Regions from separate parts of the Sus scrofa genome. Here all the other regions are linked to region 3. Evidence: chromatin contacts called from public Hi-C and HiChIP or PLAC-seq data. All regions are on one chromosome and are shown on one strand. Each heading gives the region's core, a stretch centred on a gene start, on an enhancer-like site or on the middle of the called end of the contact. The rest is flanking DNA. Distances are from core to core; before and after follow the strand shown.

The links. Hi-C and Micro-C count contacts between places; a contact is called where the count stands out from the background. HiChIP or PLAC-seq counts read pairs in DNA pulled down with a chosen protein or histone mark.
Region 1: a contact with region 3 is called in an H3K27ac HiChIP or PLAC-seq map of skeletal muscle, with 4 times the contacts expected there. The contact joins the promoter of NYX here to the promoter of MED14 in region 3. A contact is called at or near these places in 1 of 5 promoter capture datasets (liver) and 1 of 2 datasets of contacts at active chromatin or transcription factors (skeletal muscle).
Region 2: a Hi-C map of skeletal muscle shows a contact between it and region 3, with 8 times the contacts expected there. The contact joins the promoter of DDX3X here to the promoter of MED14 in region 3. A contact is called at or near these places in 2 of 5 promoter capture datasets (fetal liver and liver), 7 of 47 Hi-C or Micro-C datasets (alveolar macrophages, heart right ventricle, liver and 2 more) and 1 of 2 datasets of contacts at active chromatin or transcription factors (alveolar macrophages).

What each region holds. Positions count from the first base shown.
Region 1 is chrX:37,078,386-37,082,366 of Sscrofa11.1, reverse strand. It overlaps NYX (nyctalopin), which reads right to left and starts at 2,170. Exons shown (of 5, transcript XM_003360273.4): 1 at 2,036-2,170.
Region 2 is chrX:36,987,946-36,991,841 of Sscrofa11.1, reverse strand. It overlaps DDX3X (DEAD-box helicase 3, X-linked), which reads right to left and starts at 1,761. Exons shown (of 17, transcript NM_001246203.1): 1 at 1,717-1,761. The coding sequence starts at 1,761.
Region 3 is chrX:36,422,672-36,426,448 of Sscrofa11.1, reverse strand. MED14 (mediator of RNA polymerase II transcription subunit 14) reads left to right here and starts at 1,612. Exons shown (of 30, transcript XM_021080844.1): 1 at 1,612-2,246. The coding sequence starts at 2,032.

The DNA.
Region 1 (3,981 bases), core at 921-3,420, 660 kb before region 3:
AGAAACGAACCTGACTGAGGACGCAGGTTGGATCCCTGGCCTCGCTCAGTGGGTTAAGGATCCAGCGTTGCCATGAGCTGTGGTGTATAGGTCGCAGACATGGCTCGGATGCTGTGGTGTGGGCTGGCAGTGCAGCTCTGATTCGACTCCTAGCCTGGGAACTTCCATATGGTCAGGGTGCAGCCCTAAAAAGACAAAAAAAAAAAAAAATGCCAATTACCAAGGTGGCATGGTGTGGGGAAGGGCATCGGGATATATGCCCGATGCAGAGCTGCCCTGGGATGGACTGTAAGGTCCTCATCCTGCTCTTCAATGGGCGAGGCTGCCTCTCAGGGGCTCCACAGTTGGCAGCCCCACCCGACATGGCTCAACGCTATTGGAGGTGCAGCCTGTTATTCTGGAGGACGAAGATTCACCTCCAGCCTTTTTACAGGGTGGTCACAGTTCACAGACATTCCGACCCTGGATGGATGGTTCTCAGGCCTTCGCTCTTTTCTTTCCCCACTTCTCCACCTGCTGAGACCCCAACCTTCCCAGCAGGCTTGGCACAAGGGCTACCTCCTAGCCCCTGCTTGGCACCCTCCCACCTTGCCTGTAGGCATTGGCCTTGCCCTTCGTAGAGTTCAGATGCTCCAGGGCTGCATCTCCATAACGCCTGGCAGGTACCACCCTCAGACTGGGCAAGATGGACGCTGGGGAATCAAGGTGCCAAGGACATGCCCACCGGGTTTCGGATACCTGGGACCTCAGAACTCCCTGCCCAACAGATTCTGAACCTGCTTTTCTTAGTCTGTCCTCCTGGGGGTGGGGGGGTGGGGAGCAGTAGACTGTGCCACCACTGTCCATAAGTGGCCTCTTAAAGGGCAGTGGGAAAGGGTCCTCCGGGTGTGGGGTGGACACAGGTTAGGAAGAGCAGGAAGCCACACCACAGCCCTTGAGCTGGAGTTACTCTCTGTGCCACCACGTTCTAGCTTAGAATGTGGAGGAATACAAGAATTCCAAACTTGAACCTGATCTTCCAGATTGTTATTTTTATGTAGGTATATCTGTCAAGGTAGGAGGATAGAATGCATTTTATTTAAGAGTTTGTTAGCTTGATTTATAACTTTTAAATATTTAGACACATGGTATGTGGTCCTTCGTGTGTACACTTGCCCCAGGTCTTACAAACATCAGGGGTGAGCCTACGTTTGGCACGCAACAGCGGTGCACAAGTGTTTGCTAACGAAGCCCAAGTGCGAATGGGGAATGGGGAGCTACAGAAAGAGGACTGGGGTGTGATAGCCTTGGCCCCTGGCCCAGCCTTTTTCTCTGACTCCACAGTTTTAGGACAGACACCCTCACTCCCCATGCCTTACAGTACTTGAAACTATTCCAGAATCTAGTCCAGACCAGCATTCTTCAAGTTGGGAAAGTGAGGCCCACAAAGGTTAAGTGACCTGCTCCCCAGGGTGACAGTTAAAAGGAAGTAGAGCTAGGACCCAGTCCTCCAGCATCCCAGTTCCTGGGTTATTCTGGGGCCCTAGTAAGACAGGGACACGATCGATCGATCCCCATCTCCGTGGCCACCCCCACTGGGAGAGAGCCACCCCCATACTGCCAGGCACCCCTAAACTACCTTGGCTGAACCCAGTCTGTGGCTAATGCACCCAACTCCTTTGTTCTCTATGAGAGAACCACCCTGCTTCTCCCATCCTTTCATTTCCACCTTCCAATCGAAACCCAGCTCCATGGGGCCCGGTTCTGGAATTGGGAAGAGGAAAAGGGCGGAAAAACTCTGCCTTCATTCCGCTGACCTCCGGAGGAATAGTGTCGCCCCAACTACAGGCTGGGGCACAGAGGGGGTGCGGGCTCGCGCCCTCTTCTGTTCCCCCCCCGGGGGGGCGGGGAGCAGGGTGTGCCACCGCGCTAATGGAGGGGCAATCTGGATGTTTCGGCCCAGCCCTCCCTGGACCCCTCCCTCCCCAGGCGTCAGAGAACTAGTTCAGCTCGCTAACCCCGGTTAGCAACCACGCGTGACACAATGGTTTTTTACCCTTAGGGTCACGTCCTTGCGAAACCTCTGCAGCTCCTGCAGACATCCGCCGTTCCCGGCCCCACCCTTTGGGGGCGAAGAGGCGGAGCCGCCGGGCGCTGAGCCCCGCCCCCGAGCAGCCCCGCCCTGCCCAGCGCAGTCGCCAGGGGGCGCTGAGGCTCTGGAGCCCGGGCGGGGCGGCTCCCAGGCCGGGGGCCCCGCCCATTCCCCCTCCCCCGCCCCCGAACGCCACTCTCTCCAGCTCCGCGGGGCGGGGCAGGGCCGGGAAAGTCCCAGGGTGCGTCTGTGCCGGAAACGTTAGTCACGCACCTGGAGCCGCAGAATATCCGGCTGGAAGGGATGCCAGGGCGAGGGCTTGACCTGCCAAAGGTCACACCGCAGGGAGGGTCTGCCAGAGCCTTGCCCTCCTGACCCGGCCATGTAGCTCTGATGGTGGCTAACACCCTGTTTGTTCATCTGTAAGTGAAGAGCTGGCTTAGGGTCCCTTCCTGCTGTGTCACTCAACAAACGCTGCCCAAAGATACACCTCCTCAGAGCCTCTTTTGAAATCACGGCTCTTTACATTGCATCAAAACTAGGTCTCTTCTCATCTCTCGGAAAAAGAAACCAGAGCTCCTTGAAGAAAAGGCAGCTTCCAGGTCTGAGGCAGGCAAAGTACAACATGATCCTGGAACATCTTATTATGACAGAAGAGAGGACATCAAAGATATTTGAGTAGAAGGAAAGTCGAGTGGTTCCACTGGCCAAAGCTGGGACAAGCATCAATAAGAATAGTGAATGTAATGAGTTGAAACGCATCAAATGAAATAAATGTATTTGTTAAATCTATGAGTTTATAGTGATTTGTGAAAAACTCTCATCAGTAGACGGTGGAGGTTACTAGGGCACTATTTTGAAAGGTGATAACTAAAAGGAAATTTACCTTGTCTTTCCTTTATGGGCTGTATTTCAAGGTAATTAAATATACCAGTTGAGAGAAAGTTTTTCCTAATAAAAGAATCGCAGCTAGGAGTTCCCTTGCAGAGTGGGTCAAGGATCTGGCATTGTCACTGCAGCAGCTCAGTTTGAGCTGTGGCACCTCGTCAACCCTGGCCCACGAAACTCCCCACATGCTATTGGCGCGGCCAAAAAAGAATCACAGCTAGGAGTTCCCTCATGGCTCAGTGGTTAACAAACTCAACTAGTATCCATGAGGATGCAGGTTCGATCCCTGGCCTTGCTCAGTGGGTTAAGGATCCGGCGTTGCCGTGAGCTGTGGTGTAGGTCTCAGACGTGGCTCAGATTCCACATTGCTGTGGCTGTGGCTATGGCTGTGGCTGGCAGCTACAGCTCCAATTTGACCCCTAGCCTAGGAACCTCTATATGCCTCAGGTGTGGCCCTAAAAAGACAAAAAAAAAAAAATCACAGCTAATAAATGTGGAAGTGATAGAATGAGGAAATCACCATATTTGCAATGAATCATAGATCCTACAGATCATTTTTAAACATGCCCCCCAAATGGCACAACCAGACATTAGGCACCTCTTGATGTGACATAATAGAAAGTATACAGCACTACCATTGAAGTATTTGGGACAGAAAAAGAAAAAGAACCTGAAGCTAATCAAGCCTACAGATTTTGCTACCATTTAAAGAAATGTGAGGATTGGAGAAATACATTAAGAACCACCAAAGGTACAAGATAAATTAAGCTAAATATAGACTGTGGAGAGTTTTACAGGGCAAATGATCCAGTTTTTCCAACAAATTAATGGAACGAGGGAACGAATGAAAAGAAGGGAGACCTGTTAAGTAAAAAACTTGAGATAACAGTCAGTGCAATTTTCGGACAATTCTGAAACAATCAGTAGAAATGAAATACAGAATGATTATTAGATAACATTAAAGAATTGGTTTTCTGGGAGTTCCCGTCATGGGCGCAGTGATTAATGAATCCGACTAGGAA
Region 2 (3,896 bases), core at 512-3,011, 570 kb before region 3:
TTGTTATTAATTTTACACTTGGTAAAAAGCATTTTAAATGCTACTGTAAATTGTTAAAGTTACATAACTGCAATTTTCTCAGTTGTGAATTTGCTTGTTGCTTAATCCTAACGACTGTGCATATTGTTTTCCAATTACATCGGCTGCAAACTTAATTCCTGCCTAATCTTAAACAAGGTACCATCTATACATGGAAAATGTTAACCTTACACATCCCAATGTCTTGACACCAGATTTCTTTGTGCTCCATTTAACATGGGACGTTAGAAATCTGAAGGATTTAATATAATTGATCCATTAACGGGAAAAAAACGCTCAAAAAAAAAAAAAAAGATCGTTACATCGCTAAAAACATATGATACAACAATTCATTTGTGTCACTCAGGTTCAGAATTCTGGAGTTCGTGATAGGCAGTTTACTTGAAAGCAACAAGCATCCCACTTAAAAGAGCTTCTCTGAAGAGAGAAGCTACCTACTGTTGCGGAGGGATGCAGATACCCAGCCACCGCAGCCCAGAACCCCTCTGCTCTCAGATCCCGCGTACTCCTCTAAACCCTTCGAAGAGGGGGTTTCAGTTAAGACGAAAGACCCGGAGCCTCTGACCTATTTCGAAATTCCACTCCACGGGCAGCAAACAAAACTGTTCATCATTTCTCCGTAAGCCACAATTCCAGGGGTTCCTCCTCTGGCCGACTCCCGGATCAAACGTCACTGACCCGAGGACACTCATACAACCCGTGGTACTCCCCCTCCCCCCGCCAAAACAGCGCGCCGCCCTGGCTAAATCGCCACCGTGACTATCAGGAGCCAGGGAGGAGGGACGGGCGGCGCCGGAGCCCGAACCTCCCTGACGTCTTCCCACCGCGTTCAACCGCGATCTCCGGAGCCCGGCGCCACCGCGCACGCAGCGGCCCGTTCCTCCCTCCCCTCCCCCTCCCCGAATCTTCTGCGTCACAAAACTTTCCACTCCGGAAACGCGGCCGCGCGAGCCACGGCGCCGGGCCTGCGACAACCGGGCTGGAGCGAAAAAGGCCGGCGGAAGGAAGCCGGAGAGGAACAAGATGCCCGTTCCATCTTCGCTTCCGGGCCCGCGGCGGGCCGGGCCGCTCCGGCTCGGGGGCCGCAGCGCCGCCCAGCCACCCGACACCACACAAAGGAGGCCGCCGCCATTACCCCGAGCGGAGGCCACCCCCCTCCCGCCCCCGCGCCGCCCCCTCCCACATTCCAGGGCCGCGTTCCTCCTCCCGCTCGCACGCGCGCACCCACTCACACAGGCGCCAACGCCGCCCGCGTCTCTGACGAGCCGCGCACGGCTGAGCCCTCCGGGCCTTAAAAAGGTCCCCTATTCGCGAACCTCTGCGCAGCCTCTCCCCACACCGGCGGGTCACTAGGCAGTCGAGGTGCGCGCGCCTCCGCGAGAGCGCGCGCCCCTCCCCCCCCCGCCCGCCAGCGCACGCATACACAAAAGCCGCCATTGTGCTCGGCCCGGGGACAATACCGCGGGCCAAGCCGGGGTCCCGGCCCCAGCGACAGCCATAACCTACACTCCTGTCCCCTTCCCGCTCCCCCACAGCCCCGGGACATTCACACTCGCCAGCCCGGGGGACCCCGAAAATGGGAACTGAGGGTGCCGACTAGCGCTGCGCCACAAGCCAGGTTTAGGTCAGGGGAAGGACTCAAGCGGCAACGACCCCGGTCGGCTCCTTGCTGCTCACCTGCTGGTCCAGCCCGAGCGCATTTTCCACCGCCACATGACTCATCCCTGAAGAGTACCGAGAACTCGGAGTCTTCCGCTGCTGAGCTAGTGTGTTTGGTTAACCGCGAAGGCCCTCTCACGGGAGAACTGCGGCTCTGAGGCGCACGGCGCGGCCACGGATCTAATATACCCGCCCGAACGACTGCTACGTCAGCACGTAAGACGTGTGCCCTCCCTCTCACACCCGCACTCCTCCCGCCGCTACGATTTCTGCCTAGCTACTGCGCGCTCACTTAGCCCTAACCTCGCGGGATTTCCCAAGTCAGTCGTGTCCCCAGCTCGTCGTCCTACCTTGGCACTCAGAGCGCCAAGTACTGTCCTAGTTCGCTGAAGTTCCACTTACCCTGTCCTCCGCTCTTACCCTAGCCTAAGTCTAGGTCTCGAGGTCTCGCGAGAACTCGTCACCTCCAGTGTTTCGCCCGCTAGCAGACCTTAAAATCCAACCCCGGCCTTTTCCTCTTTCTTTCCCCAAGGTCTCTAGTTTTCCCTGTTCCTTTCTTTCAAGGGCGCGCTCTATCTCTCTCTCTCTCTCTTCTTTCCCTCCCAGTCCCCCGGACTTGGAGCTTTTGTGAGACTTCTCCAAACTGATCAGCTCTCGCTTTCTCGCGGGCAGCCGCTCCGAAATCGGAGTTAGGCAAAGAGAGGCCCAAAGCCCCTGGGACGACGGGTCATGTGATCGCAGGTGTCGAACGCGGAGGCCATTTTGGGGAGCAGGAAACCGTCGTTTTAAATAGAGTGCGCGGAATCAGGGGAGAAGAGGGGAGAGAGGGAGGAGGAGGGGAAAAGAGGAGGAAAGAGGGAGAAGAGAAGGAAAGGGAAAAGGAGGAGGGAAGAGGGCGGGATGGCGACCTCGCCGGGGGAGGAAGTGGAGGGGCTGGCGGCGCGCGCTGGTGGTGGCACACTTTTACCGCGCGGTTGCCTAGGCAGCGGGGCCGCCGCCTAGGAACGCCACAGCCCCTCCTGTTCTACCAACACCGCCGACCCCCACCCCACGCGAGCGCGCTCCTGCGCGCGTCCCCGCCCCCCGCCGTGAGGGAACAATGAGACAATCACTCGCTGAACTTAGGCGGGTGGTAGCGCACCCTCCAGGGACCCCGGCCCTCCGCCCACCCAGGCCCGGAGTTTCCTCCTTCAGGGCATCCAACGGCTCTGGGCGGGTGGTCACTGGCGCGGTGCTGCCTCCCTCAAACCCAGAGGACCCTGGGGATGGAGAAAGGATCTCCTAGGGAGTCGGGAGTGTTTGTGGCTGGGCGCAATCTGGGCCTGCCGAAGAAGTCTTCAGCATTACCTGTCGGGAGTCGGGGTTACCCTCGGGCGACTGCAGTGAATGGGGAATGGAAGAAGCGGGTTTCTGCCATCAGAGGAACCCCTTCTTGTGGCCCCCTCCTAAGCAGACAACCCCTAGTCCCAGCCTCAGTGCCGCAAAACCTTAAATGCATGTTTACTAATGGACCCCTGCCTTTCAGCAAGCAGCCGCTCGTACGCGGTTCTCATGAACGTTTTTCCCCCTCTCCTCTGACCCTCAGCCTGACAGAATTAAATAATATACGGGGTTTTCCACCATCCCCCAAAGGATCTTCTCCTGCCAGAATTCAAATAGCTCGTCCTCATCACGTAATTTACCACTTCTTTCCCTTTCCAATTTTTGTAATCGAAACTGAAATTCTAAAGAGATACGGAGATAATATGACACTTGTGTCCTGGGCTAGCCGCTTAACTGCCTTGGGTCTCAATTTTTTCATCAGTAAAAGGAGGTGGACTACACAACCCTGTGAGATGCAACTCCTTTTTCTAACAAGTATTTTGTGATGCCCTCTTTAACCATACTGAAATAACAAATCATAAATAATATAACCTAAACCTAACAACACACAATTTCAAAAAACACAACCAACGGAAACAAATCTAATATCCACGAGGCCGCAAGTTCGATCCCTGGCAGTTGGTTAAGGATCAGTGGGTTAAGGATCCCGCGTTGCGGTGAACTGTGGTGTAGGTCGCAGACGCTGCTCGGATCCAGCGTTGCTATGGCTGTGGTGCAGGCCGGCAGCTGTAGCTGGAATTCATCCCTTAGCCTGGGAACCTCCACATGCCCCGGGTGCGGCCCTAAAAAGACCAAAAATAAAAAATAAATAATAA
Region 3 (3,777 bases), core at 363-2,862:
AAAACAACCCCATCCACCCATTAATTTTTTACTTGCGGGTTGGTTGCAGCTTCTCTAGGTAGAATCTTAATGACAAACAGAATGAATACCAAGAGGCATGGTGTATAACTGTGTTTAATATATGCAATAAGGCCGAGGACTTAAAATCCTATCAACATGACACAGAATCAGAATCTGAGTGTTAGAAAAGACCTCTAAGGACAATCTTATACAACCACCTATCATTTGTGTGTATGTGGCCACCAGGGCTTTTTAACCAAAGGCAATAGTTTTCAAAAGAGAAAAAAGAACTTTCAATAAAACAAATCAAAACAACTGCAAAAGAAATGCAGATTCTAGCTAACTTAGAAAAAAATGTGTTTGTTCCCTGAGATAGCAGCATAGGGATGGATCCTACAGAGGGTATCTGCCTTCCAGCAACTGCAGCTGTGGGGGCTGTAAGTAAGCCTTATGCCTTTTGATGAGTAGATGATGGTATTGTGTGTGCAAATGTGCTTTAGGATCACAAAAGAGGGAGCAAGTGATTAGTTACTGATTAAGTGATTAACTGCTCCAAAGGTTACACCCTCAGAAGACAGGTAAATGGTCTTCAAGAATGACTAAGAATTACACAAGTGGACAAGAATGAGAGTATTTTAACTTTAGGGAACAGCAAGTGCGTCTCTTACACCTAAGAGTTACAGATAAGAATCTGCAAAAAGATGTTTGAAAACGGTCACAGCAATTGACCCTTTTAAGCGGTTGTCGCTTCCTAGGTTAAAATCACCTAGGGAGCTTTTGAAAAATCCTGAAGCCCAGACCAATTAAAGCTGAATCTATGTGGTTGGCAGAAATATCTTTTAAAGTCACCCAAACCAGCACCTTCTTCCCGCCCCCGCCATGATTCCAATGTGCGGGCAGGGTTGAGAATAACCGCTTTAGAGCAGGAAGCAAAATTAAGCGTGGATTTTGAGGCGGCGGCGGAGGGAGGGTGGGAGGGAGTGGCGGCAGGGCATAGAAGATGAACTGAAAACCCTTGGAAGGCAGGGCGGCTTCTTGAAGAGAAAGGACAAGAACCAAGTGAGAATCAGCGGTAGAGGATTTAAGGGCTGTTTGTGGTAGAACTGCCAGGATTTGGGGGGCCGGTAACTAGCTGAACATATATCCAACTTGATTAAAGTGAAGTTATCCCGCCAGCGGCCCCGTTGCTAGCCCCAATCATATTTTTTCGCCTCTTTTCCCACAGCTTAAAAAAAAACCCAACAATGACGGACACGTCTTCTATCCCACGAAAGGCGCATGGGCAGACTGTGGGAGGTGCAAAGATCTGAGAAGTCACCAGCGCGCAGCCGCAACCATTTCTTCGAAATTCCAGAACCACAAGTCCGGAACATTTGGGGTCGCGTAGCCTCCCCGGCCGGGTTGCACCCACCAGGGAAGCGCTAATCGACACCTAAGCGCAAACGGGAGCCTTTTAAATCCCGGAGAGCGGCGAGAGCAAGGGCGGGGCAACCGCTGACGTTCGCGGTGACGTCACCGGTTCCGCCCTCACACTCACTTCCGGCAGCGGGCGGCCCCCGCTTCCGCTTTTCCTGCCCGCGCGCCGGCCCCGCCCCACTCCCACGCGCCCCCAGCGTCCCGGCGCCCGACAGCCCGGAGAAAAGGCGCAGGTTGCTGTCGGAAGTCCCCCTTTGGTTCCCCTTCCGTTCTGCCTAACGACTTCCGCTTTGGGCCGTCAACATGGACGCTGCGGCTGCCTGGCGGAGCAGCCTCTGATCGGTCGCGGGGGTGCAGCCTCTCTGCTGCGGCCACCTGGCTTCCCCGCCCTCCCCGCTTCCCCCCGCCCCTCGCTCCCGTCCCTGGAGCCGGCGGGCTCGTCGCTACATGGGGGCGGGCCTCTGCGGCCGCAGCACGGCTTCCTGTTCAGAGGCGGCCCCGCTGTAGGCGGCGGCGAATCCGCCCGCGACCACTTAGGCGCGGTGACCGAGTGCCCGTGAGGGAGGCTCGCGGGCCGCATTTTGTGCCCTGCGCCAAGCCCGGCCCTGCGCCGCCATGGCCCCAGTGCAGCTGGAGAACCACCAGCTGGTCCCGCCCGGAGGCGGCGGCGGGGGCAGCGGCGGCCCCGCGTCAGCCCCGGCGCCTCCTCCTCCCGGAGCCGCCGTGGCGGCGGCCGCTGCGGCCGCGGCTAGCCCTGGCTACCGGCTGAGCACCCTCATCGAATTTCTGCTGCACCGGGCCTACTCGGAGCTCATGGTGCTGACGGACCTGTAAGTGCCGCGAAATCCATGCCTGCTCCCCAGCCCCCCCCTTCCCGCCCAATGGCCTGAGAGAGGTTCGAACCTCCTTCCCTCCAAGAGGTTGCTGCTTTCTCTTCTTCGCTAGGCTGCTTAGTCTAGAATTTCTGAACTCATGGGCTTCAAAGGAGGTGGAGGAGAGGCTTTGCATTTGGAAGTCTTTCTGGAGATGAAGCAACGGAGACTTGTTAATTATGCACGTTGTTAGATTTTCCTTGAAAAGCCCTTCTTTGGGAGGTTTGCTCATTTGCCAGCTGAGCCCTATTGATTTCTTGGCTGGAGGCTTTTTAACCCAGGCCCCAAGTTTAGGGTTTAGGAGTACATAGTATTCGAGCTTAAAAAAAGAAAAGAAAAGGAAAAAATCCCAAAGATGGGAAACTGTTTTACAACCTCCTCTTACAGTACATTTTAAATGTAGGTTGTAATTGCTTCTGACAAAGTTTGAACTCAGGAGATGTGTATAAAATAATACAAAATTTGGGGTTCCAAGTTTGTTTTTCTGGAACATTTAAAACTGAAGTCTTCACGCATGAAGTGTAAGTAGAGATTTTTTAAGACTGGCCTGCTGTTATTGTCTCTTGGGGTATGAAGGGAGTTTGTAAATCACCAAGTTACCAGTGAAATGCCTTGGGACATGATTAGGTTGTTAATCCCTTCAGAATAGGATCAGAATACACTGTAACGATTTTCGGTGTGCAAAGAAAAGAAACTATAACAACTAGGGATAGATACACTTTAATTACTGTTTTACAGTTTTAAACTCAGGTTCGGAAAAACATTACTGGTTTTCATCTAGATTCGTTTTTAGCTTTTCTCTATTAGTAGGCTCTGGATCAGTGTTTTCTATTGAAATACATTAATATGTCGGTATTAGGCTGTAAAGTGTCACAGTAATTTGGTGCTAGAGACTTAGAATATTCTCAATGACTAAAAGAATCATAATAGGTTCCACTTATTTCTGTAAAAAAGCATCTATGAGAATTTTGATATCCGTGCTTTATTGAATGGGAAAGAAAGAAGCCTACTCCTGTCTAATGAGAAACTTCAGCAGCTGTCACGATTAGAGGTTACTGTGGTGATGCATTTCTCTGCAGTGTTTATTGTTGGATTTCATAAAAATTTAAGAGTATCCATGAGAAAATGTCATGTATGTGAAGGTCACCCATCCAATGTACAGCTGTGGTAAAATGTGGAAAACTGCCGCTAATAGTGGTTGTGTAATTTGTATGATTTGTTTTTCCATAGGGTATCTGTAGAAATCCTTTGAATTGTGCTGTTCTTACTGTTTTAGCACTTAGTTATAAAGAGAGAAACATTTCCTTTATTGCTGTTTAATAAGTTTATCGTTGTAGTCTTGCACCCTTTATGTGAAGGGTATTCTCATGCTTGTATCTCAGGCACAGGTCTCTCCACTGGACTCAGAGTCTTGTATCCAGATGACTACATTTAAGAACCTAATGGGCACTTCAGTGGGCTGAGTCCAGAACCAAACTCCTCTTTCCCT